Linked DNA regions of Mus musculus: all the other regions are linked to region 1. The links are chromatin contacts, called in public HiCAR-type, HiChIP or PLAC-seq and promoter capture Hi-C maps. All regions are on one chromosome and are shown on one strand. Each heading gives the region's core, a stretch centred on a gene start, on an enhancer-like site or on the middle of the called end of the contact. The rest is flanking DNA. Distances are from core to core; before and after follow the strand shown.

Region 1 (4,299 bases), core at 627-3,126:
CTGGCACACTCACCCATACACAAACACTCCTCACATAATGAAACGTCGTTTTTGTTTGTTTGTTTGTTTGTTTGTTTGTCTGTCTTGTTTTTAATAAGCTGGCAATGGGCTGGGGAGCTGTCTCAGTTGGTAAAAATGATGACCATATCACCACAAGGACCACAGTACAGATTCCCATGTCAAAAGCTGTACACATGGTACCTGATCCTGTCACCTGTAAGTCCAGTGGATACAGGTAGATGGACCCATGGAAATCACTGGTCAGCAGGCCAAGCTGAACTGCTGAACTACAGGTTCAGGGAGAGACTGTTTCAAAAACTAAAGGGAGAGGTATTGAGACTGACACCTGACATTAATGTTTCTGGCCTCCACGTGCACATACACAGATACACACAACCCCACATAAACACACACAACACGGCCTCTACATTCAAAAGCCGGAGATCAAGGAATTGTTTAAGTTTAAAACAGTTACAAACATCTAAACACCAAAAACGATCACAAGGAACTCCAAGAGGGCACTGGCTAAGCCTTGGTACTGACACTTTTGGATGCAGCTGCTGTTTCCTGGAAGAAAGTATGGGAACAATCTCATTGGTTTGTGGACACCTTAACATTTATGCTTCCCTGGCTAAAAAGATGCAACATTATCCATTTGACAACACTTAAAGAATCAATACATTATACTGAGGCCTGTCTAAATAACAACACAGACCTCATGAAATGGTTTTGATAACTTTAAATGCATGTGTCCTGGGACATACACTGCTTGGAAGGGCAAGCAGATGGCTTGAAGAAATCTTGGTTAAATGTGACAGGGGAAGAACATAAAATGGTTGCTAAGATGTTCTAAAAGCAAGAGAGTTCCACTCACAGAATTTTTCCCAATAGTTTTTTATACCTACTAAAAAAGTACCCTTCAGCAGTTCTAGATTCTATGTGTAGATGCTACATATAAACGTATAAGTAACCTAGGATCTTATATGTATGTAAACCTACTGTATCTAGCACGAAACTTTCAGTTTTTAAACAGTCTTCAATAGTTAACAGATCTGGGGGCCTGGGGGTGGAACTTAGAAGTGGAACCCTTGCTAAGCATGTGAAAGGCCCTGTGTTCTAACACTGCTAAGAAAGAAAGAGAGAGAGAGAGAGAGAGAGAGAGAGAGGGAGGGAGGGAGGGAGGGAGGGAGGGAGGGAGGAAGAAAGAAAGAAAGAAAGAAAGAAAGAAAGAAAGAAAGAAAGAAAGAAAGAAAGAAAGAAAGAAAGAAAGAAAGAAAGAAAGAAAGTAGCAATGGGCATTGAGCAGGTACAAGTTTTCCTCATTTCCCCTACCACAGTAAACCAGCAATTAGTTCATCTTCAGATTCTCCTACAGTGTCTTGAGCTAGTTAGTGTCTTAAGACATCCAGCTGTAGAGACTAGGATCCTGGAGTCCTATTTATGGCTTCAAGAACCCATAGCAAGCTGGAATCTCTATTTGTAGGGTAGGTTCAGGAGGTAAGGAAGAGGACAAGGAAGATTTGAAACACAGAACTTTAATCATCACAAGTCAAAGAGCCCGGACATCGGCTTCTTTCATCTCTTGTGTCCCGATACTTACACATCCCGGAACTACTCTGAAGGTGGAAAAAGTGGGAAAAGAGGCGCGGACCCCCCCCCCCCCCCAACCCGGCCTGCACACTGTCCAGTTCTAGGCTACATCCAGCAACCAAGTCTTCAGGCGCTCGGCGCTCCGCCCACTCCCCGCCCCCCTCCTGAGGCCCGGCCTCACAGCACGCGCTGCCGGCCGCCGCCCCGCCCCGCCCCCACGTGACAACCCCACCCTCCGTAATCGCTCCGATTGGCTCTTGGGCAGCAGAGGGCGGAGTCTGTGTCGAAGTACAGTGTCCCAGACGCGGCTGCACTTTTCAAACCTCAACTGTAAGAAGCGTCGGTCAGCGTCTGTGCGGTCGCCGCCGGGAGTCGCCTCACAGGGGCCTGGCTGACGGCGACCAGCCGTTGTGGGGAAGAGTGCGAGGTGAGCCCGTGTAGCCGTGGCCCGGTCGGAGGGAGGGCAGAACCCGCGACGGCGCGGAGCTGCGGCGGAGCGGTCGGTGTGGGGGCGCGGGGACCCTGCGGCGAGCCCGAAGGCCAGAGCCGGCGTCCCTGAGCGCGGCCATGCCCGATAGCCTCCGCGGCGTCTCGACGTGGTCCTCCGGGTGGCTCCGGGGCTCGCGTGCTGTGGGCGCGGGACGCCTTCACGTCGGGGCGGGTGGACGCGTCCGGCCAGCAGCCTGGGAGAAACTTTGCGGTCATCGCGTGGGCCGCTGTCAGTCCCGGCGTGGGGAGCCACAGCTGTTTCCGTGACTTTTTGGCTTTAAAGCAGTGGGAATTCTTCTGTACTTGTGACCCATCCTCAGACTAGACAGCCACATCATGGCCACGGTCTGGATCTTTATCCCGACTCGGCCTTACCGTGGGAAAAGCGCTTAATTTGGCTTCACTCTCGGGATATAGATGAGTGGAGACAAAGTTGAAAGAAACTTCACGGCCGGCCGGCTGGTGGCTAGTGGCCGTGGCTGTGCTGGGACTAGAGAAGCGCTGGCTTCAGCTTGCAAGTTGGAATTAAGAAATACTTCTGAAAGCCTAGGAATTTCAACCATAATCATTAGCTTGCAGTGTGACATTCACTGAGGGTTTGGCTGACGTCATGTTTACATACATGGTACCGATAACACCGAACCTCGCCGGCAGGTTTGATACCGTGTGGACTTTTTAAGTGTTCAAGACTGGGAGAGAGGCTGTGCCTTGAGCAGCAAGGTCTGCAGAGGTAACGAGGCAAGTGGAGGCATATGTAACATGGAATTTAGAACTCCAGGAGCACAGTTTTATTATGGAGAGATATAAACTCCTTTCTCATTGGTACAGTCTTCACAGTGAGATGCCCAGAAATGGTTTTCAACAACTTCATAAAAATTGAATCACAGTGCCTTAAAATTGTGTATATTAAAAAACACTAGTCCATGGAAATCGTGACCAAATTTTAGACCTGTCTTTTCACCTAATCTTTTTGATATTAATTTAATTTTTTGGTAGTTTTAATATTTCAAGTAATTGGTTTTTTTGAGATACACATACATTTTAGATAATTTTCTGGAATGAAGGTTTACTATTAAAGTAAATTTACTTACATGACAGTATGCTTAAGTTAGAGAAGTAATATTTCTGTGATTTCAAAATTTTTTGTATGTGGATAGATTGGTAATAGTTTTTCTTGGATTTTTTTTTTTTTTTTTTTTTAAAGTAAGAATTTAGTTTCAGGAGATGGCTCTGCTGGGAAAGGTTCTTGACACCAACTCAAATGTCCTTATCCCCAGGGCCTACATGGTAGAAAGAGAAAACCTACACTTACAGCTTGTCCTCTGACCTCTAAACTTGCATGTAATAAAATATTAAGAAAAAAATTACATTTTGGTTAAGGTAGAAGTGGCATTTTAGTAGAAACTTCATAAATCAACAGTCTACCATTTATATCTAAATTAATGTCTATAGACAATGTAGGCATTTAATGGCAGACACTTCTAATTTCATTTTTCAGTGTGTATTGACAGTGAACAGTTTGTCATTGGGGTTAAGTGAACGTATAACCATGTTTTCATTGGTTTGTTTTGTAGCTGCTTGACAATTATAAGGAAGAATTTCTGTGTCAAAATCTCCCAGTTTTTTAGAGACTCAGTTTAAAACTAAATTTTCTCAAGATATGATATATTATAATGCTTATTTCCTGTGTCTAAAATTCTTACCTCCTGCATCTTGACATTTACTCTACACTTGAGTCTTGCTTGCCAGTTTTAAAGGCTTTTTGTCTTTTGAGACAGGGTCTCACTTTATAGACTTAGCTGGCTTTGAACTCAAGAGATCTGCCTGGCTCTGCCTTCCAAGTTCTGAAATTAAAGGCCCGCACTATCAGCTCAATTTTGATTATTTGTCTACTTATATGGCACTGTTGGGGACTGAACCTATGCCTTGTGCATGCAAGTTGGTACTCTGCCAAAAGAGCTATATATGCAACTACACATAGTTTATATTATCTATACCAGACTATTTTGAAAAGGATGTGTTTTTGAACTGAGTTCAAGACAGAGAAATATTCTTTTTAATTATCTTGTGCATGTAAATGAACCCCTTTTTTGAATTTATATTTATACATGATATATTTTGATTGATCACTTTGCTTTTTCCAACTAGTGCAAAAGAGGATGTACTTTAAGCATTGAGAAATTTTAATTGTAAAATGGTAGTTGTTTTTTTAACCCTTTA
Region 2 (4,363 bases), core at 1,244-3,743, 1.1 Mb before region 1:
GTTATGCTTGAATTTCCATTCAGGAAAGTGAAGGCAATGCTAAAGCACTATTAATTATTTCTATGAGAGGAAATGTCTGGTAGGGTTACAGCCTGCTGTGGCGGCTCACACTTGGGATGTAGAAATAGGAGGAGAGAGAGTTCAAGGCCAGATTGCCAGCATTATAGCAAGAGACTAACTCAGAAAAAGAGGGGGTAGGGGGGTAGGGGGACTGACTCTGACTCAAGAACTCATGCATATGCATGTCCACGGTGACCTAAAGCAGATCTTGAGTGAATCTGTCAACGTACATAATTTTTTATCTCTCTTTATAAATATGCTTATATCTAGCCAGGGAATTCCCTGTCCATTTGCTTACAAATCTATGTAAGATACTAGTAAGTTGATGAAAGGCAGCATGAAGAGGTGCTTCACACAAGCAGCAAGCCACCGAGAAGGGTCTTAGGAGCAGCAACTTTGGAGTATGTGTGTCTGCTTCTCACTGGTGGCCGCAGAGACCCTGGATGGTGCTTCCTTGGGCCCCCTTTACTGCAGGAGTAGAATCACAGTGTCTAGGATAGGTAGGAGTAGCTTTGGGATTTAGCTGCTTCACCAGCCAGAGTGGGTTGAGGATAAAGGCCAGGATGCTACCTGACTGCTGGAGCTCCCTTCTCCTATGAGATCTTCGTTGAGGCACTGACAATGGGGAAGAAGAAACCTACAGCTGGTTTGTGAGTGAACTATAGAGGCAGGTGTGGGGCAGGCATTTGATCTTAACCAGGCCCTTTGTAGTTCTGATTTGTTGTTCAACAGTCCCGAAGGTCCTGCTAGGGGTACCAGTGGCTTCTTGGGTGTGGGCTATCTCTCACTTCCCTGCTTAACTTTCTTCTCTAGGTCTCAGCTTTCCCCTCTTTCAGGAAGCCTGCCCTTAGCCACTGGTCTAGTCTGGTCTTTTTTTTTTGTTGTTGTTTGTTTTGTTTTGTTTTGTTTTTTTGAGACAGGGTTTCTCTGTGTAGCCCTGGCTGTCCTGGAACTCACTTTGTAGACCAGGCTGGCCTCGAGCTCAGAAATCTGCCTGCCTCTGTCTCCCGAGTGCTGGGATTAAAGGCATGCGCCACCACGCCCAGCTTAGTCTGGTCTTTTGCTTCCTAAATACTTCTCCTTATGATCCTTTATTTCGGTTTGGAATTATATTAATCTGCAATGCCTATCTGGTTTATATGAGTGCCCTTTGAGAGTAGGCACCTGTCTTACTTACGGGCTCTAGTGTGACAAAAAAAGGAAAAGTGACCAAAAACAACTTGAGGAAGAAAGAATTTGTTTGTACTTCCGCTTCCACATCACAGTTCATCACTGAAGGAAGACAGGGCAGTAACGCAAGGCAGGAACCTGGAAGCAGGAACTGAAGCACATGCCAGGAAGAAGTGCTGCTTACTGGCTTGGTGCTCATGGCTTGCTCAGTCTGCTTTATTATACACCCAAGATTACCCCTACCCAGGGTGACACAACTCACAGAGAGCTGACCCCGACCACATTAATCATCAGTTTTTCTTAATTAATTTTCTTAATGCCCCTACCAGCTTGCTCACGGGTCAATCTGGTGGGAGCCTTTTTAAAAAACAAACAAACAAACAAACAAACAAACAAACAAACCTGAGGCTCCCTCTTCTCAAATGACTGTAGCCCGTGTCAAGTAGAGGTAAAAACTAGCCAGCAGAATATCTTACCTGCTTATGCTCCATTTCTCTCCATGCCCAGTCACTGCCGGAATTTATAAGTGCTTTTCCAGATCGCAGAAATACCAACACTTACTACGGATTGCTACCTCTGTATTAGAAGCCTAATCTGTCGGACAGCTGTCTTCTGTGTGTGTAGGGTGGAAAGTGGGCAGCATGCAACTTACTCTTGTAGGAATAAATCAGCTAGGACTTATTTAATGCAGTAATTTAGTAGGACTCTTTTTTTCCTACTCAGTTTCACCTTCAGTCCCAAGCCTAGGCTACCAAGTTAGGGTAGTGTGTGGTTTAACTAGGAGGTGACCGGAGGGTCACAGCTCCCGTTCCCACCGCTATATGTTTAGAGAAACCCTGGACTCAACAACGCATCCATGGCCTCCTTATATTAAACAAAGAGACTGTCAGCCCAGCGCCTAGGTGGCAGAAATTCGGAGCGCCGGAGCAATCTGATTAGGGAAGAGGTTTAGGGAAAGGGGGTGTGACACAGTCTGCAGGGTGAAAGTTGGTGGCCTGTGAGTAGCAAGCTTTCTGGACCCCTGGGGTGTGTCGGCGAGGGATTGCCCATCGGTGGCGTGCGCGTGGGTGGGATTGCTGGGGAGGGTCAGCGTCAGGCCCCCTCCCCTTTCGGCTGGCTCCTGGCGGAGCGGGGTGCAGGTGTGGGAGGGCGCCGGGGCCGAGGGCTGCGAGGAGCCGCCGCGGGCGGCAGGAGGCAGCGTCGGCCCGGGCGGCGCGAGGCAGCGCGCGGTGATGTCAGTGGCGGCCCGGCTGGCAGCGGCCGGCACTTCCTGTATAAAGGCGGGCGGGCCGGGCTGCGACTCCCGCGAGCCGGGGCTGGGCTCTGAGAGGCAGGCGGCGGCGGCCGAGCAGTGGCGGGGCTGTCACCTTCGCGAGCCCAGCTCCTGGAGCTTTCCCGGGCCGTCCCTTCCGCGTCCCCGGGCTCCCGGCGTTGACATCTGCGGAGCGGAGAGCTGTATGTGCGCGCGCGCGGGAAAGGAAGAATGGCAGTGCTCAAACTCTGCGAGCAGGTAGGGGCGGCGGGGAGCGGAGAAGGGGGCGCGGCGGGCGCCGAGCGAGCGGAGCGCGCCCCGGGCTGTTTACGCGCAGCCTTTGAGCGTGCACGGCCTGCCGCGGGGCTCGGCTCCCGCGCAGTCTCCGCCCTGGGCCGTCGCAAGTGCGCGTTCGCGGCCGGAGAGGGTCGGCGAGATGCGGGAGTGGCCGCCGGACGCGGGGAACGCGGGTCGCAGCCGCACCGGGAGAGGGGAGCCTCGGACTGCGTCGTGCACTCAGGAGCAGTCAGCCTGGGGGTGCTCGGGGGAAGGCTGCCCGTGGGCTCAGGAGGAGGAAGGTGGACGGCGGGAGAGAGGATCTCAGCCTCGCAGCCCCGCTTCCCCAGACCTCTCCCGCGTCAGGCAAGAGACTGGCCGGGATCCCCGCTCCCGTGCAATAGGCTATCTTCATCGGTTGGATAGGACACCCCGACTTCCTCTTTAGTTGCCCAGGGGCTGGGTGTGGGATGTGGGATTGAGGGTGCAGAGAGACGCGAGCTCTCGGCCCAGGTCTCCGAATAGGAGATGGAGTCAGGTCCCAGGCTGAGCTCGCAGGCGCTGGTGCCCCTCAGCTTTGTTGCTTTTTTGACGGAGACATCACACCCGGCAGCCCCAGAGTTCAGCTTGAAGCCATGAAATTATTTATTGAATCCGATTGACAGTCTTTGCTACAGGTCTGGACATTGACACACACGGGAAGTCCAACTAAATTGCCTGAAACACAAAACAAAACAAAACAAAACCTCACAATTCTTTACATGAAAAGGGGGGAAACGTCCCGGTTTATGCATCTACACTGAAATGAACATTGTTTTGGGGGCCTGGTAAGCGAAGAGGCGATCTTGACTTTGATACATGGTGTCAAACAGGCCAGTCCCCTCTATTAAGCACCTCCAACTTCTTAATAGGTTGCATCTGGCGTCTTGCTAGTTAGAATTCAGCCAGAATATTCTGCAACTTAAATGCAACCTTTGCGGTAGTGAGCCACAATGGTTTGTTTTGCCCCTTTAGATTAAATTTACTTCAGCTTGCTTTCCTTAAGTATTTACAGCCCCGCTTTCTTCCCCTCCCCGCCTTGGTTCAGAAGTCACTGAGTTAAAAACTCTGTTAAATTTAGCAGGGAGAGCAGCTGTTAATTGTGTGAACCTGTCCCTCCTCGTTGGCTACTGAGCATTTAAAGTGCTTGTAAATTGATATTAGGATTTTCTCTACCCTTTGTTTCCAATTTTTGCCAACTGTTAGACATCTGCTTATTTTAAGTCTTATGCTGTATTGTGTCCAGAGTCCTGTCAACGATGATGGTACACATTCCCCTACTTTGTTAATTCCTAAGTCTGCAGAGTCGAGTAGAACAACACGGTGCTAGTAGGCATTGGTATGTTAGACATAGGAAAGCATTCGGTGTAGAATTTTACTTAGAAAGATGCTAATCATTTATCCCGAGTTCCTTATTTTCTAAGTAAAACAGCTGACTGGGAAAAGCAAGAGTCTTCCTCAGGAGCCTCAGCTGTCTGCTGGCGGTGTCCACCTCCCAGGCTGCTCTGGAGGCCCTGAGATATCTCTTCTTCCTTTCAGCAGATGTGGTGAGGCAGGGCATGAAGG
Region 3 (3,920 bases), core at 51-2,550, 1.2 Mb after region 1:
AGCTCTGAAAACCCTTCACCTGGGAGGTAGAGGCAGGAATGTTGTACAGCCAAGGCCAGCCTGGTCTATGTAAAAATCTCCAGATCTGCTAGGGCTATATGGTGACCCATACAGCAGCAAAACTTGAAAAACTGAGTTCCTTGAAGCAAATAAAAGGAGCAGAAATAATACCTGTGTGCCCTGGAGAATACGACACCTACAGGTTAAATCAACAACTGCACTAGAGCCCAAGATTCTGAATCTATATAACTACTTCTACCCCTCTGCTGCCACGCCCAGGAGCCCTCCTCCTCAAACTGTTTTATATTTTCACAAGTACCTATTATATTTACTACCAATTCTTTGTTCTCTAGCATGTAAAATGGGCATATATGAATAATCAGTATAAGACAATGCAGTTAGAGCAAATCAGCCCTGCATAGCACAAAATAGTTAATTAACACATTCCTGTTCAATGAAAAGCTGACCACAGACCGTCCCCTAAGGTGTAACTCACTGCAAGATACCAGTATGGGCACAAGGTGTGACAGAAGCTAATAACTGCTTACTGAACATCCATTCTCTCTTTCAGTCTTAGACACCCTACTAACTTTGTCGGTGTCGGAATATTATCCAATTGAAAGTCTGTATCTTGACAGCCTCCCTTGAGTCTGTAAGTGACCATGTAATGAAGAATACAAACAAGCAATCTTTTGAAGGATGTAGTGAATGGTAGAAATAAATGTTAAACTCGTGGAGACTGCGTTTTGCTGCTACAGCTTTCTGAGCCAGAATCTTAAGCACCCCAAACAGTCTGAGTAGCTCACTGAGACTTCCTGTGCACCTGGTTCAATGCTGGAGCATCAGCAGTATTTTGCATATGACCAGCTACCCAGGTCACAGCAGCCAATCAGAAACAGAATTTCGGTTCCTTTCTGAAGCTTCTATCCTTCTCTAGCCTTGAGTTTCCTGAGATTTCTGAAGACAGATAAAATAAGGTTTCAGACATAAACTGCAGACAAAGGGCCAGCTGTGCGGTTGTCCAGCGGTGTGATCCTGAACAAACCAAAACACTGAAGTATCCGATGCCCGCAGACAGGGGCGGGGCCTGGCCGCGGCCGCGCGTGACCCTGCGGCGCCGAAAGGAGGCCCCCCCGCCCGGAGCCGGGGTTACCTGACATCGCTGCCTCCTCGTCGTGCACCGCGCTCGCTGGCAGTGTAGCCAGGGGCTGCAGCCAGAGCACCAGCCACCACAACCTAGGCAGCATCGCGGCCAGAGCGGCGGAAGTGGCGCAGCGGACCAAGAGCGGGAAAGCGGAGGGAGGGGATTGCAGGGGCGGAGCCGGCTGCGGCCCCGCCCTTCCGCGGTCCGCCGAGCGGCTCTCCCAGTGGCCTCCAGGGGGCGATCACCTGCCTTCCCGATTCTTGCTCCTGGGCCAGCTTGCAGAGTTGGCGGGCAGTTTAAAACACGCCGGAGCCCCGCGCAGGGTTCTCAGAGCACTGGTGCGGGCCACTCAGAAAGGCAGGCTCTTCACATGCACCCTCTCAGAAATAAGACCAGCAAGCCCCACTTAGACAAAAGCCTGACTTGTTTGTTTGTTTGTCCCTCCTTTCACCTCTTCCTTTTTTTTTTTTTAAGCAACAAGTTGAGAAATTTGGTGCTTAAATAATTTGTGTCTAAGCTCATGAACACAGTATCTTTCAAAAAAAAAAAAAAAACCCAAAAGGGTTATATAAGTTCACTATTAATAAAGTGTTACTTTAATAGAGATCTGGAGGCTGGAGAGATGGTCCAGTGCTTAGGAACACTTATCGCTCTTCCAGAGAACCCATGTTTCCCAGCGTGCACATGGCAGCAGCCCCAAACATATGTAACTACAGTTTCATGGAATCAACTGCCCTCTTCTGAATTCTGCAGACATATGGTACACAGACATACACACAAGCTAAACACCCATACACTTAAATTAAAAAATAAGCCTTCTTTTAAAAATGAGATTGTATTTTTAAAAATTCAAAGATATAGTGAGTGTTCTAAACATAACCAACCTGGCAGAGATGATAGCTCTCTAAAGTCAGCCTATTGAGACAGAAGACTCCAAGAAACTGGAATGCTGCACAGTAAACCACTCTGGGGAGCAGAGAAAGCCACCACCAACCACAAGAGAATAGTCTGTCCTAGAAAGAGACTCACAGTTTCTGAGCCCTATGGTTTATTGATGATCAGGATAATTCTGTGTTAAGAGCAAGCCTTCTTTGGTCTCTGGAAACCTTTCAGTGTGACTTACTATTTCATACTTGAAGTAGGGCAGAAGAGTGTGGTGGTAGTGGACTGTAATCCCACCATTTGAGAAACAGAGTTAATGATGGGTAAGGTGAGCCTAAGTGGCATAGGGGATCCAAGGCTAGTCTGGCTACATGAGACCTAATTTAACCTTCCTCTGATCCCCATCCCTGCCCCACCACACACACAAAGCTAGAGTAAGAAGTTGTGTTCTTTTCTCTAATTCCAGTCTTCCACTAACAGCACTAAGCTCGATATAATAGAAATCTTTTTTTTTTAATAACTCAGCTTCAATTTTTTTTAATGGTCTAAATAGGAAAGAATGTCTCTGAGTTATCTAAAGGAGGCTTTCACCAAATGCCCCGTATATGTGTATACCTAGTATGTGGCTGTAAAAGCTCAGAGTTTTTTTTTTTAAGGAAATTATTAGGGGCTGATTTTTAAAAATAAACCTTCATTATTGGAATCTGTCCTTTATCATTTTTTTTCCCTGGATCCCCTTGGTATGCCTCTTGCAAAGCAACTTTTTGCTCCAATTCTGTTCAAACTGGTTTGGTTAATTTGGGATAATGCTAAGGAAAGCAACTGAAAGAAACATATCACCAAATGACTAATGTACTTTCTTAAAGCTGTCTTCAATAGATAGAGAACAAGCAGAGACATATGTTTGCAGCGCTGATCAAAAAACAAAACAAAACAAAACAAAATTAAACCATCTAATTACTAAATTGGTAGATGAATTGAATAGGTTGTTTTCAAAGGTAAAAATACAAATGGTCAATAAATATTTAATATCCTTAGGTATGGTGGCTATTTTTGGTCATCAACTTGACTACATCTGGAATTAATTTAAACTCAAATGGCTGTGTACACCTTTGAGGAATTTTTCTTTTCATCATTTGAAGTGGGAAGACATACTTTTACTCCAGATCTTTCTTTGTCCTATATAAAGGACATGGAAGAAGGAAGCTTGCTCTTTTTTGTCGCGTCCGCTCTCGACCAGCAAGAACGACACGACCACCAGTCCTTCTAACGGCAGTTTATTCAGCAAACTTCCGTCTTCATCTCTCTCGCTTCAACTTTTTCTTCATCTATCTCCCACGAACCCCGGGCCTCTCACTCTTATATACTCTCAGTCCTCATCCACTCACAGCAGGCCATGTCACCTCACCAAGGCACGCAGCTTCAGCCAATCAGGGCGGCAGGGGCATGTCTCCACCAAATATGGACTTGTTTAAACCACCAGCATCATGGCGCACCTGTGCAGCTCTCACGACGGTTGTGGCTTATTTTCAGGTGTATGAGGAAGTCAGGTGCAAGTCATAAGACTTAGCTGCAGTCCCTGGCGCCTTCTTGGGACTGCTGCCACACCCGCTCCTCACACTTTTTCTGTGATTCCTCTTGCTAAGTCCATTCCTTTACTGTTATCAGAGCCTACCAGAAGACCAGCTGAGACATCCATCCATAGGGACTGAATAATTGCTAGATTCTTGGGCCTCCCATTAATAAACAGCAATTGTTGAAGGAGATGGTGCATAGTAAGCCATTCTATCAGTTCTGTTCCTCTGGAGGTCGCTGACTAATACAGATTTTGATGTCGGGAATGGTTCCAGAGCAACAGAAGTAAGTATAAGGATACATATAACTTTTTAAAGTA
Region 4 (4,464 bases), core at 1,383-3,882, 1.7 Mb after region 1:
TTTTTTTTTTTTTTTTTTTTGTCTGAAGAAAGGGAGATGGAACAATGTCACGGACAAATTAGGTATCCAGTAAATATTATTCTAAGAACAAATTGATACTTTTTTAATCAAGCAAGTAGTTATTAGAATTAAGATAGCTCACAAGCACTTCCTAAAGCTTTATCTGCAAGTTATAGTGCATTGGAAAGCTGGTATTTTATGACTATTCCATTTTACCTATTGTATGTGCGCTTGGGTATGTGTACACATGTGCCCCACCACATACGTGGAGGTCAGAGGATGGCCTGCAGGAGCAGGTTTCCTCCTTCCACCTGGGAGTCCTAGGAACAAGATCAAGTCCTCCAGTGTGGCAGCAAGACCTTCTACCCACTGAACCATCTCTTTCGATTAAGGTGACATTTTATAGTTATGATTCATAAAGTATTTTTGCTAAACACATTTTAAAAGAAATAGTTTTTCTTTTGTGCCTCCAGTAAACAATAAATCTGGCACAAAGAAGTCCCAAATCTCAATAGTGATTTTTTTAATGTGTTTTATGTTTGTTGTACAGGCAGACACATGTCGAGGTCAAAGTTAGTATCAGGATATCAGCCTCAATCTTTTCTCCAGTTTATTTTTTTGAGACAAGCTCGCCAGCAAACTCTGTGCTCCCCAACACTGAAGTCACAGAGGCATGTCACTATACCTGCCTTTTTTCTTTTGAATGTTGGTGATCCAAATTCAGGTTCTCATACTTGCACAGCTAGAACTACCTGCAGTAAGCCATGTTCAAGACCACACCTGAACTCATAGCACTTGGGAAAGCTGAGGCAAGAAGGCCACAAGTTCAAGGTCAGCCTGAGATGAATACTGAGCGCTTCTGAGGCTACACAGTGAGTCACTGGCTCAGAAAAAGAAATGTCTTTTTTTTTCATACAGCATTGCCAAATGCCATTTGAAAGAATAAAGTAATATTTGTCTCGTCAGATAAACATGAAGTCAGTTTTTATATTGTAATCCTAAAGGTTAAAAATTATAGCAATCCCTAAATTAAGGAAGTCTTGAGATAGAAACAAGTTACCTGTGACAATCATGTAACGGGATACACACCACTACACAATGGCACCACCACAATTCAGAGTGGGAGACTGTAGTAGCGCCAGACCTCTGAGGAAAGGTCTGTACTCTGATGGAGCATATGGGACTGTATGGATAAATACTTGTTTTCAAACACTCATGTGCAGGAATGAAGTCATGTCTGCTGCACAAATGCCCCTTCAAAGGATAATAAGGAAATGTCTACACTACAAAGCAAGCCGCCATTTCAAATACCATTGGAAAGGACTCCAGCCCACCACTGTGGCATGTCTGTAAACCTGAGACTGGCAAGACAGTCCTTAAACACCTGGCTCAGAGTCTGGAGTTGGCTCTTTCCTGTTTTCATGCCTCCAACAAACATTCTATCCTCCCGGTCTAGCCCGTTCTGCACAGACCACATTGTTTCCAACAATCTAGCAGAATTCCGTATAGATGGTACTTCTTCCTAAAACTGTCTATCCCTCCCACACATAACTTTCTTTGGCCTGTACCAGGCTGCCATTTGCACGGTTTTTAGCGCATGAACTTTCCACAGGAAGCTTGCTGTCTGCACGCATCAGAGCCTCTGAGGGGATATATTTTGCTATCAGCGTCCTCTGGACCCTACAGCGCCGGGCATATAGCCTAAGTGTTACTGAGCACAGAACCGTTTGTTCCGCTGAAACCTTGTATGTATCAGAAGGCGTAGGAAAGCAAAAGGCAAACCCCATGATGAACCTACAAGTCTGAGTCCTCATTGATCAATCAGGGCTCAAGTCATTCCTGCCAGATAAAAGCAATCTTCACCCATCCATTCACCTATCCCTAAACTTTTAGGTAGTGTTCGGGAGTATTTTAGATAGTGATTATACCATTAGTGGTTCTGCGGAACCTAAATACCACCTTTAAGTTTCAGAAAACCGGTAAGGGCTGATACATACTGAGATTCCAAATGCTTCCGTTCCCACGTAGACTTACTGGGCTGTCTCCGGGTGCAGGTTCGGGATTCAACACAAGCAATCACCACACACAGCAAGTTATATGCCAGTTGCATGCGCGGCGGCGTGGCGCCGGCTCAGGGTATGGAGCAGAGCTGAAACGACTGCAAAAAGAAGAAAATGTTACAGTGGTGGAAAGGGGCTGGAGGCAAGGCGAGCAAAGGTTAAGCGGGAAGGTGCAGTGTCTTCCGGGAGAAATGTCTATTGCACAAGTCATTTTACCCTAGAAGTGAGAACGGCAGGATAAGAGAGCCAAGCAGCGCCAAGAGTTGGGCAAGCGATCCGGCTCCTGGCGTTCTCTCTGCGGGATGACAGGTCACCTGTGGGCAGCAGACCCCAGGTCCGAGGAGAGGGCGCCCCACTTCCACCCGCACCCGCACCCGGATCCGCACCTGGCTCTCACTCACTCACTGCACGCAGGAGCTCGAGTCTGGGCAAATCTCTCTGCGCCGCTCAGCAGTGTCCCAAGTGGGTCTGAGGGGCGCGGTCCCGGAGGTCTCCAGGGAGCTTTGACAGACTCGGCGCTGAAAACCGAAAGTACCGGGCAGGAAAAAAGGCTAGAGGGCGTCCCGCCTCCTTCCGCCTCAGCCAATCAGCGGCAGAGATTGGCCGGCTGTTCCATCAGCGCACCGTCCCCCCCCCCTCGGCTGCTTGGCCTTCCTGGTCCGCGCGCTCCCTACCCGGCGTGCGAAACTTGGGGCGCCGCTGTGCGGTGCAAACCGCAGACAGGGGGTTGTGTTTACAAGGTTGGAAACTATAGGCTTGCGCAAGCTCAGTCTTGGAGATCCTGCATTAAGTAGGCGCATCACTGCGGGATTCAGAATTGGGGACTAGAGATTAACCTTCACGCTACTAAAGCCAGGGAGCTTAATTTACCAATTTGAAAACATTCAATACTTGCCTTTAACTCAGCAGCTACAGAGAACTTGCTCTTGCAGAGGACAGGGCTTGGATTTGCAGTGCCTGCGTAATGGTTCCCAACTCCAGTTCCAGGAGTCTAGTGCCCTCTTCGGACCTCCACTGACGTCAACCAAGCCTGCAAGAAGTACACATACACGCAAGCAAAACAAAAATGTCATGAAATAAAATAAATAATTCTAACTAATATGTTTAAGAAAAATAAAGCTTTACACAATTGACACCTCCATTACCGAAACTTTTGTCCCGCTTAGCCATCATGATGACAGGACCTCTTTGCTTCTTCCTTTCTCGCAGGACATCCCTCTGTCCCCCATCTCCATTATTAAACTACTAAACCAGAATGTGAGTCTCTTATCTACCCTTCTCCCGTTGTGCCTTTGATGACTGTCCCTGTAACTTCCATGTCCTGGAGCACTCCTAGATGTATACACACCCACTGCTTTCTTCCAAGTGTCACAGTTACCCTGTCCTTGGATATCTACTGAGTCTGTAAACCAACTGTACTCAAAACACAGGTTCCTCCTCATACCCCGTCTTAGTCTGGAACGGATGAGGGCCAAGCCATAGACGTTGCCCATTTAGTCCCGGACACTTGGTCCTCGAGCCTCGGTTGGTCTAGCTCCTGTTTCTACCTCTTCCACCACCCCGTCCTCTTACCTGGATCATTGCTGTGGCTTTTCTGGTGACTGCTTGACTTTGGCTTTTCACTCCCTTTTAATTTATCTGCCATACACTCATTTGGGTGATTTTTTTTTAAATCTAATTGCAATGCTGATCATGTCATGCCAATCTAAAAATTTCATGATGGCTTTTCTTGCTTGGTCTTAGACAATTCAAATTTCTCAATATATTCTCTAAAGCCATGTTCCCCTATCACTTTCTTTAATCTCAGCTTGTGCTACTCTGTTTTCATTGCTTAGTACAGCATTTTTATTCTTTGAATAAGCAAAACTCTTTCCCCAAACTCAATCTTCTCACCAGCAGTGTTCTCTTTGAAAAGTCCTCTAAGCCAACATCTGTATTCTCAAATTCTTTGAGGAGTCACTAACTCATGTTAAAATCTAGGATCAATTGGGTGCTGATGGCAGACAGCATTAATCCCAGTACTAAGCAGGCAGAGGTAAGCTGATTCCTGTAAGTTCGAGGCCAGCCTAGTCTAAAGAGTGAGTTCCAGGACAGCCAGGGCTACACTGAGAAACCCTGTCTTGAAAAACCCAAAATCAACCAACCAACCAAAGAACAAACAAAAACCCCTCAGATCAAATGTCACTTTTCTACATAGATATCACAGAGGACCAACTAGGTCTTCTTAGAATGCACACCTAGAGAATCAATTGTTTCCTTGAAACAGATGGAATTTGAATCATGCCTTGAACAGCACCACTTTAGTTGGCAAAAGATCTAAGTAATTTCCCAAGGATGTGTATATATGTGTGCACGTATATTATAGCCTTTATAGATGGATATAGTCTATTTTCTTGTCACACGT
Region 5 (4,331 bases), core at 446-2,945, 1.3 Mb after region 1:
GGGCCCAGAATGCCATTCTTAATGTGGGAAGAACACACTATCTAATGTGCCCAGAACATAAACAAGGAAGGACTTGAGTGGTTAACTGTAAAAAGGATCAGCCCCAGACACATTTCCTTGTCGGTATAGCCTTCAGCAGGGCAGAAGCACGCCCTACCGGAGCACAGCATGCAATTTGGACTCAATTCTGGAGAACGCTGTGCAGTGCAGGTGAGCTCACCAAGTTGACTAATCACTAACTGCGTGGCATAAAGCTACACGCACCCCTCCCCCTAGGCTTTTCAGAAGCAACAATGTTTGCAAACCATCAGAGTTCCCAGTGAAGAATTAGAAGAATTTTGCGGATTTCATTGCTCGACTACCCATTAACCTCTACCTTTCCACACCGGCCAAGAAATTGTCTCAGTAGCCCTGACTGTACTACAACCACCCAAATTAAATTCCTCTTCGCTGAGCAGGAGCATAAACACTGACAATTGGAGTGGCAGGGAGACACTTGTAGCTGTTATTTCTTCTGAAGAATTTGAGGAACTAAGAATAATTATTTAAAATACCAACTATTCTAGACAGGCTTGTCACTAACAGGGAAGATATTTCAGCTTAAATGTATACTTAACCATGTAACTATATGTTTATATATTTATGCATTTAAGTACATATCTATTCCATTGACATCACTCATTTGTAGAACATGTTTTTACAAAAAGAAAAAATGGTTTATTTAATAAGGTCTTTTTCTTTCAATATTATCATCCCACCCATTGTTGCAACATAAAGATGTGGTTTAAAGAATTTCTCTTCTCAAAGAATGCCTTGTATCCCCTTCAACCAAGTAGGCACACTCTGGGAGGCCAGCCAGGAAGTGGGAACGGCCTCCTATATAAAACTGGATTTTTATATGTACATTAAAACAGGATTCTACCTGTATTGCAGTAAGAGCACACCATTAAAACTTGAATTCTTTTCTTTGAAACCCCCTCCCCAAGGAAGGCAAAAATAGATTTAATTTTTTTCCCCTTAAAATTTTGGCAATAGCTTTAGCTTTTGAGGTGCTGTAACACTTTCTTTGGCTAGAAAAGTTTATGCAAACCAAGCTCAAAATGTCTACACCTTGCCTTAAGAACTCTATTTTGACACGCTCAAGACAGCACCAGGAGTGTGTCATTTGCCTACAGGAAGACAACAGAGAATGGCCTGTAAAGTAACACAAGGTTTCCAGACATGAAAAGGGTGTCATTAAGCCACCAGGCCAGAGTTTCCCTTTCCTCCCTCCTCAAACCAGGCCTGGGCGAGGGTGGGGACAGGGTGGAGTGGGCGAGGAGGGACAGGTCCGCACCGCACCTGCGGTTCTGTACCCCCCCCACCCCCTCCCTCCTGGGCGGGCCCGGTGCGGGGCTTGGCAGGCAGCGCTGTCCGCGGATCCACGGAAGCCTCCTCCTCCTCCGACCCGCGCGCGCGCCCCCACCCGCGCGCTCCCAGCTGCCGTGGGAATGGGCCACCCCCGGGACCGCGCCGAGCCTCAGCCCCGCCGGCCCCCACCCCCGCCCCGCGGCCGCCCACGCCGGGATCTGCGTCACTCGGCCGCGCGTGGGCGGGAGCCGGAGCGGCGAATGGAGCAAGAGCGGAATCTCCCGATGTGACAGCGCGCGGGGCGGGGCGGGGGCGGCGGAGGTGGCGGGGGAGGGAGAGGGAGAGGCCGAGGGAGGGGCGGCGGGAGAGGCCTAGGGAGGGCGCCCGGGGCCGCCGCCGCCCGCCTCCGCCCGAGCCTCCGCCCGCGCGACCGAGCGAGCGCCGTCGGGGCGGGCGGGGGACGGAGCGCGCGCCCACCGCGTCCCTGCCCCCCTCGATGGGCGCGGGGGCGTCCCGGCCGCCGCAGCCGCCGCAGGAGCCCGGCAGAGCCGTCGTCGCGGAGCGCGCCGCAGCTGCGGGCCGCGTAGGTACCGGGAGGGCCTCGAGATGGAGCGGGGGGCGCGGACGCGTGGCTCGGCGGGGCCGTCGCGTCCTGCCGGGCGGGGGGCGCGGGCTGTGCGGGGAGGACGCGCTCGCGGGCCCGCGTGGGGTGCCAGCTCCGGGGCGACCAGGGACTTCCGAAAAGTGCCGCTGAGTCTCCGCTTTCTTCCTGTTATCCGCCCCTTCCTACTGTAGTTGTGTTTTCAGAGCGGAAGGAGAGTTTTGCTTGGAAGTGGCTTTCAGAAACTTGGCACCCAGGTGCAGGGAAGCGGGAGTCGCCGAGCCTTTGAGGCTGAGTGGGGAATGTGCAGACACGTGTAGGACAGAGAAGCTTTGGACGCAGGTGTGTGACCTTACGGGGACAGACACCGAAGTACGGTCAACCCGGGAGATCTGCAAGGAATCTCCTGGGTAGAGCTGGAATTTGCGTCTGTAGGTTGAGCTGACCAAGTTTTGCAGCGGGCGACCAGCGGGAACCGTGCCCTGGCTCAGGGAGGCTTGGGAAATTTTGGATTGCCTGCTAATTTACAATTTGATCCGAAAGAGCTGGTTTGGAGTAAGTTGTCACTACCGATTGGTTTGCCAGTGACGTGCCTGCCAACTTTACGGAGTGCAAAGATCAGAATCTCTAAGGAGATTCTAAGATCTCGTATAAAAATATTTTGGCAGTTTTAATAGTTAATATTAGATTGCATAGGAGCAGAGGAACCGAATTTAAAATAAGATTAGTCACATCCGAAATGGTTCGCTGTTTTGTACACGCAGCGAATTACCCTTTTTAAATATTCACTTTTTGAAAAATCTTTCTTTGTACAATATATGTTATGACATTTATAATTCATCTGCCGGTTTTAAGAAGAGATACTGGAGAGAGGATGTATAGGGTCCATTGTATCGGATAGCCGACCAGGGTGGAGGCTATCTTCCTGAGATTCAAAGAGCTGCTTCACACCCAGCTTCTGTGCCAGCACAAGTGACTTGGATTGAAGGTTTCTTCCTCCAGCTTGCATCTTTTGAGACATTTAATTCTGTTCTTTCAGTAAGCTCAAGCAGATAAATAAGTATGCTGTTGAGAATTTGTAGATAGGCAGTGCAGTCAGCCTTCTTCATCTCTGTTTCCAGTTTAGATACTGGAACATTACATCTTGAAAGAAAATAATTTCAAGAAGTGCTAGGGAGATAATTTGTTTCTTTCTTTCTTTCTTTCTTTTCTTTTTCTTTTTTTTTTTTTTTTTTTTTTTTTTTTTTGACTTGACCATCTTATGCTTAGCCTGCCATTCCACTACTGAGCATGCTTTTTCTCTCCTGAGGCCCAGTCTCCTGTTGTGTGGGACTGTATTAGTGACAGCATGGGGCACTGGAAATTTTACTTCATTCTGTCCTTTAGTTGTGAATATATTTCAGATGACAAATTCTTAAGATTCATCTAGATGATACAGAAAATTTTAGTGAGCTATTATGCCTAATAAATTTCATCAAGTACGTAGATTATAATTGCATAATCATACCTAAACTAAAAGTTTTTCTTTTGTTGCTGATTAATAACAACCATGCCCTATAGAAAACCTAGCCTTGTCTCCTCTTCATTATTTAAACAATTTCATATCTCTTTTACTTCAACTTTAAGGACGTATGGTTTATTTAACTTTGTATTGTAGATGCTTTGAAAGAAAAATTATGAAGTGGGGCAGACCTTTGAAGAATTTGTGTCATGAACTCTAGATTTTAAGAGTAAAAAATGGGTGGATGGTAGCAAGTGTGTTAGAGTTCTGTGCCTGGTGACTTAGAATCCATGCTAGAGTTAGGCCTTGGCTATCTCATTATAATAAACCTGTTTTTGTTGCATTTTTAAAATAAGGAAATCTCTATTTTTGACATAATGTGAATGTGTTCTATATACCACAGGGCCATCATATATTAGTGTTGCTTTCATGAAAGTGACCATCGTATAAACAGTTTCAGATGGTGCTAATGTGTGACTCTTTCACATGTTCATATTTCACTGTGGATCTTATCAAACATATTAAAGAATAAAAAGCAGCCCCTTGAGTATACTGTAAGAGTGCCAGCTCCTTTGCCGGGGTCCCACTCTCCTCTCACCTGCTTCTTTTAATCCTTGAGTGGTGGAGAGAAAAATAGTGTGGCTATTATAGTAAGTGCAACTTTCCTTTCTGATCTGACATGTTCAATAACTCATGCAGTAGTAGAATATACTCTCATCTTAATAATGGAACACGAGGGAAATTTCAGAAGTTGATACTGGGAAAAAATGCATTACTCTTCATCTTGAGAATTCTCACAGCTAAAACATATCATTAAGCATTCAAATAATGTGTCATTTTTCAGCACATTATATTTAGGAGCTGTGTGTTAATTTACAT
Region 6 (3,952 bases), core at 805-3,304, 1.3 Mb before region 1:
ATAATAGAGGGTCCAGGTATGATGGCATACTTGTCTTCAATCCCAATACTCAAGAGGCAGGTGGATCTCTGCCTGTTCCAGGCCAGTCAGGGCTACACCATGGGACTCTTGTCTCTTAAAAAAAAAAAAAAAATGTTGCTCACAGGCAGAACATTTGCCTACCATGCATAAGGCCCTGAATTCCTGCCAGAAGAAAGACACACAAAAATTACTAAGATGCCTGTTCCTAAAGAGAAGAACTTAGAGTCAAGTTGAGTGGGAAATTTATATACAATACCAGGTTTTGTAACAAATTCATACATTGGTTTCTTAAGCCCCACAAGATACCCTTACCTAATCCTGATCATACTCCTAAGAAAACCACATATGCTTAAAACAAATTAACAGGTTTCCTGATCAGTATGCCTATTTGGTTATACTGCTCTGGGCAATACATCTATTTCACACACTATTAAGCGTTAGGGGTTGAGAGCTCAATGATAGAGCTGGTTGACATGTTCATGGCCCTGGGTTAGATCCAGCACCTCTCCCTTCAACTGCCCCATACAACTAGCTACATACACAGTCAAGCTAACAAGTGAGTACTGTAACATATTGAAAACAGACTTTGTAATCACTAATATTCCAAAACTACTCTCTCAAATAACATATTACATTAAAGGCCAGAACACAAGATAATGTAATACTTTTATGCATTTATATACCATTTTTGTTGCCTTTTTTTTTTTTAGATCCAGTCACTTGGTATTTCCCAGGCTGAGGCTGGTATGGACTTTCTGAGCATGAGCCTCGGACCATAAGCAGCAAAGCAACATTTAATCAGTAATATAAGCAGTATGTCCTGCTTGAAAAGCTATCTTTTGAGGATAAACTACCCGATTTCACAGTTTCAACATGTTTGTGTAAGATTTGGAGATGAAGCATGGCTGCTAGTTTCTGTTTGTTTTTGAGACAAATCTTACCTTGTAGCTCTGGCTGATATGCAACTAGCTACACAGACCAGGCTGGCCTCCAAAGCACCAGACCTGGCCTCTTGGCTGACATTTTAAAGTCTTCATTCAACCAAAATGTTCTGAAACCCAGGCAAGAGTTGGACTTTCTCCTCTGTAATGTATACATATTGATTCATCTCAAATACCAATTTTCTTTTCTTTTGGTCCTGAGACAGGGGCTCACTTTGTAGTTCGGGTTGGCCTTGAACCCACCGCGATACTTACTTGACTTTATTGCTAAAATTACAGGTGTGAGCCGCCACTCTGAGTTAATTTTAATTTTTGAGAATACTTTATTACAGTCTTATTTGTAATAGAAAACTGCATTGTAGACTTATAGTGTCCTTCAGGTCTCTAGGTTCATCTCCACCTAAAGGACCAAGCAGGAAAACCGAGGACAGAGCCATCTTCAAGGTTACAGGACCTCAAAGTTACAGTGTAGTGAAAAAAACAACAGGTCCTCTTTGTTGGCTGTGTTTCATTTTGCAAGCGCTGAGTGGCCGGGGTCAAAGAACTCCACAGCAAGTGAGAGAGCGTCTGACAAGCGGTTCACCGCCAGGACACGCACTCCCACGGCCCGGGAGCCGGCGCTCTCGGGCGCAGTTAAACTTTCCCGACGGCCGCCGCCCACCTCTTGGAGACCGGAAGGGCGGGAGCCGGAGACCCGGCTGCTTGTCCGTCCTCCCACGGCCGTCTCGTCGCTGACTCACCCCGATAATATGAGGTGCACGCAGACCAGCCGGCCGAGCGCCGCGCCCCGGGTCTCCGGAGCCGACTAGGGTCAGCGCCCCGGCCACAGGCCCGTCCCGAACCCGCCGCCCGGAAAACCTCCGCTCGCTACCTGACGTCGCGCGCAGACCCCCGCGCCGGGGCTTCCGTCACGGTGGTCGACTTCGGATGGCACCCCGATGCCACCCTCGCCAGGGCCCTCTGACTGGTCCGAGCTGCCATGATCATCTTTGTGAAGCCGGTAGCCAACGCGGGCACCCGGAACGAGGCGCCGCCCTCAGGCCGGCCTGGAGGGACGGCTCCTGCGCCTCTCAGCCAATCCGGGAGCCCTCTGAGCAGCTGGACACGCCTCTTCCCACTAAGTCCCTCCCAACCCCATGACGCCACGCTGACGCTAGGCTGACGCACGTGTCCAGTGCCGCCTCGGGACAGCCAATCGGGGCGCGGATCTCCGGGACACGCTCTGCTCCTGCCAGGAGTCTGCCACTTATGTAATCTTCGTGACGAACTCCTGGGTTCACCTACGGTCCGGGTTTTTTCCTGGAGCTATTTGGGGTCGAGTCTCGAGGCTCGGCTCGTGAGGGCCGCCCTGCCGGGGGAGGAAAGCCCAGGAGCTGGCTAATTATGTAACTGCCTCCCACACCCACCCCACCCAGCGCTGGCCCAGCGTGTTTTCGCTCCTGCTGCCGAGCCTGGCAGATTTTACTGTGTATTGACGATCTCAAACGGTACCTGCTGTGCTGACCCTGAGGTGTTGTTCAGAGAGCAACTTCGGGTCATACCGCCCCGAACAGGCCCAGTGACCTGTCAGTTCTAGCTGCCTTCTTCATACGTGGCCAAGATATGGTGTAGTGTTGCCTTTATGATCCAGGTTTTTCTCATTCTATACAAAGCAACAATTTTGCTTGCCACATTCAGGGATTGGATGAGGTCCTGACTTACATATAAGGGAGGGGCACACGTAACAAACGCATATGTGAAGGTCAGAGTCTTCCCATGTGGGTCTAAGGAATAAGAACTCACTTAACAGGCTTGCATAGCGATTGTTTTTTTTTAAATGATTAGCCATCTCACTGACTCTAATACAGTTTTTTAAAAAATAGAATTATATTTTATTACTATATGAATGTACGTGTGTGATGTGTGTTTGGCTTATGAAAGTCAGACGGCACATTTGTGAAGTCACCTCTTCACCTTCCATCTTTATGTGGGTTCCTGGAGATTCAATTTGAGTCATCAGACTTGCACAGCAAGTTCTACCCAGTAGGCCATCCTGCCTGCTGCATTTGGTTAGCAGAGCTTGAGGAATAAATGAGATTGTTGGTTAAACATAGGCAATAATATATTTTGAAAGACTTACTAGATGTTGGAGGTGTGAATGAGTCTGTCTCCTCACATAGCTCATATTCCAAAAGGGAAGATAGAACTAATGTGTACTGCATTATCGGGTAATTATGTGACTTGTATGTGGTGGTTTGAATATGCTTAGCCCATGGGAAGTGGTACTATTAGGAAGTGTAGCATTGTTGGAGTAGGTTTGGGCTTGTTGGAGGAGGTGAGTCACTGTAGGAGTGAGCTTTGAGGTCCAAAGCTTAAGCTTTGGCCAGAGCAGAAGAGACCCTCCTCCTGGCTGCCTGGAAAAGGGCATCTCTTCCCACCTGCTTCTGAGTCAAGATGTAGAACTCTTGGCTTCTCCAGGACATGTTTGACTGTACACTGTCATGCTTCGTGCCGTGATAATGGACAGAACCTCTGAAATCAGCCTCAATTAAATGTTGTCCTTTATAAAAAGTTGCTTTGGTCATGGTGTCTCTTCATACCAATAGAAACCCTAAGATGTGGAGAAAAAAAAAAAAAGAGTAGAGCACAGTGTGCTGTGCCTGTAATCCTGGCACTAGAGATACTGAAAGAAAAACTACCCAGGCTAGATTGAACTGCACAGGGAGATGCTTAAAAACATTGAAAATGAAATGATGATGTAGCTGGAGAGATAGTTCAACAACTAAGAGCTGCTATTGCAGGGGAGACCAGTTCCATTGCCAGAATTGATGTTAGGCAGCTCACAACATCAGTAACAGTTCGAGGATATCTGTTAACCTCTCCTGTTCTCTGCAGGCACTGACACACACACACACACACACACACACACACACTAAGGGTAAGGACTAGGGAGGTCTCTCAAGATAAAGGTGCTTTTGGCTAAGCCTGACAACACATGCTATAAATTCTTA

What was found. Promoter capture Hi-C pulls out the DNA fragments that hold promoters and counts their contacts. HiCAR-type assays count read pairs that join an accessible place to other places. HiChIP or PLAC-seq counts read pairs in DNA pulled down with a chosen protein or histone mark. Capture Hi-C pulls out chosen DNA fragments and counts their contacts.
Region 2: a contact with region 1 is called in a promoter capture Hi-C map of liver, with 2.8 times the contacts expected there. The contact joins the promoter of Ankrd44 here to the promoter of Stk17b in region 1. A contact is called at or near these places in 1 of 39 promoter capture datasets (the C10 cell line), 4 of 484 Hi-C or Micro-C datasets (B cells, CD4 T cells, CD8 T cells and 1 more), 1 of 115 datasets of contacts at active chromatin or transcription factors (the 230-238 cell line) and 1 of 9 other capture datasets (liver).
Region 3: a promoter capture Hi-C map of pre-B cells shows a contact between it and region 1, with 4 times the contacts expected there. The contact joins the promoter of Nemp2 here to the promoter of Stk17b in region 1. A contact is called at or near these places in 2 of 39 promoter capture datasets (embryonic stem cells and pre-B cells) and 2 of 115 datasets of contacts at active chromatin or transcription factors (cardiomyocytes and pro-B cells).
Region 4: a contact with region 1 is called in a promoter capture Hi-C map of liver, with 3 times the contacts expected there. The contact joins the promoter of Stat1 here to the promoter of Stk17b in region 1. A contact is called at or near these places in 1 of 39 promoter capture datasets (liver), 2 of 115 datasets of contacts at active chromatin or transcription factors (pro-B cells and regulatory T cell precursor) and 2 of 9 other capture datasets (adipose tissue and liver).
Region 5: an H3K4me3 HiChIP or PLAC-seq map of the 230-238 cell line shows a contact between it and region 1, with 4 times the contacts expected there. The contact joins the promoter of Nab1 here to the promoter of Stk17b in region 1. A contact is called at or near these places in 1 of 39 promoter capture datasets (pre-B cells) and 1 of 115 datasets of contacts at active chromatin or transcription factors (the 230-238 cell line).
Region 6: a contact with region 1 is called in a HiCAR-type map of astrocytes, with 2.6 times the contacts expected there. The contact joins the promoter of Coq10b here to the promoter of Stk17b in region 1. A contact is called at or near these places in 2 of 39 promoter capture datasets (liver and pre-B cells), 1 of 484 Hi-C or Micro-C datasets (uterus), 3 of 115 datasets of contacts at active chromatin or transcription factors (astrocytes, double positive thymocytes and regulatory T cell precursor) and 1 of 9 other capture datasets (adipose tissue).

Annotation. Positions count from the first base shown.
Region 1 is chr1:53,782,792-53,787,090 of GRCm38.p6, reverse strand. It overlaps Stk17b (serine/threonine kinase 17b (apoptosis-inducing)), which reads left to right and starts at 1,876. Exons shown (of 8, transcript NM_133810.3): 1 at 1,876-2,017.
Region 2 is chr1:54,924,517-54,928,879 of GRCm38.p6, reverse strand. Ankrd44 (ankyrin repeat domain 44) reads left to right here and starts at 2,493. Exons shown (of 28, transcript NM_001081433.3): 1 at 2,493-2,740. The coding sequence starts at 2,714.
Region 3 is chr1:52,628,085-52,632,004 of GRCm38.p6, reverse strand. Nemp2 (nuclear envelope integral membrane protein 2) reads right to left here and starts at 1,300. Exons shown (of 9, transcript NM_001142647.1): 1 at 1,154-1,300. The coding sequence starts at 1,247.
Region 4 is chr1:52,117,606-52,122,069 of GRCm38.p6, reverse strand. It overlaps Stat1 (signal transducer and activator of transcription 1), which reads right to left and starts at 2,632. Exons shown (of 25, transcript NM_009283.4): 1 at 2,447-2,632; 2 at 1,998-2,158.
Region 5 is chr1:52,497,812-52,502,142 of GRCm38.p6, reverse strand. Nab1 (Ngfi-A binding protein 1) reads left to right here and starts at 1,695. Exons shown (of 8, transcript NM_008667.3): 1 at 1,695-1,933.
Region 6 is chr1:55,050,872-55,054,823 of GRCm38.p6, reverse strand. It overlaps Coq10b (coenzyme Q10B), which reads right to left and starts at 2,054. Exons shown (of 5, transcript NM_001039710.1): 1 at 1,834-2,054. The coding sequence starts at 1,949.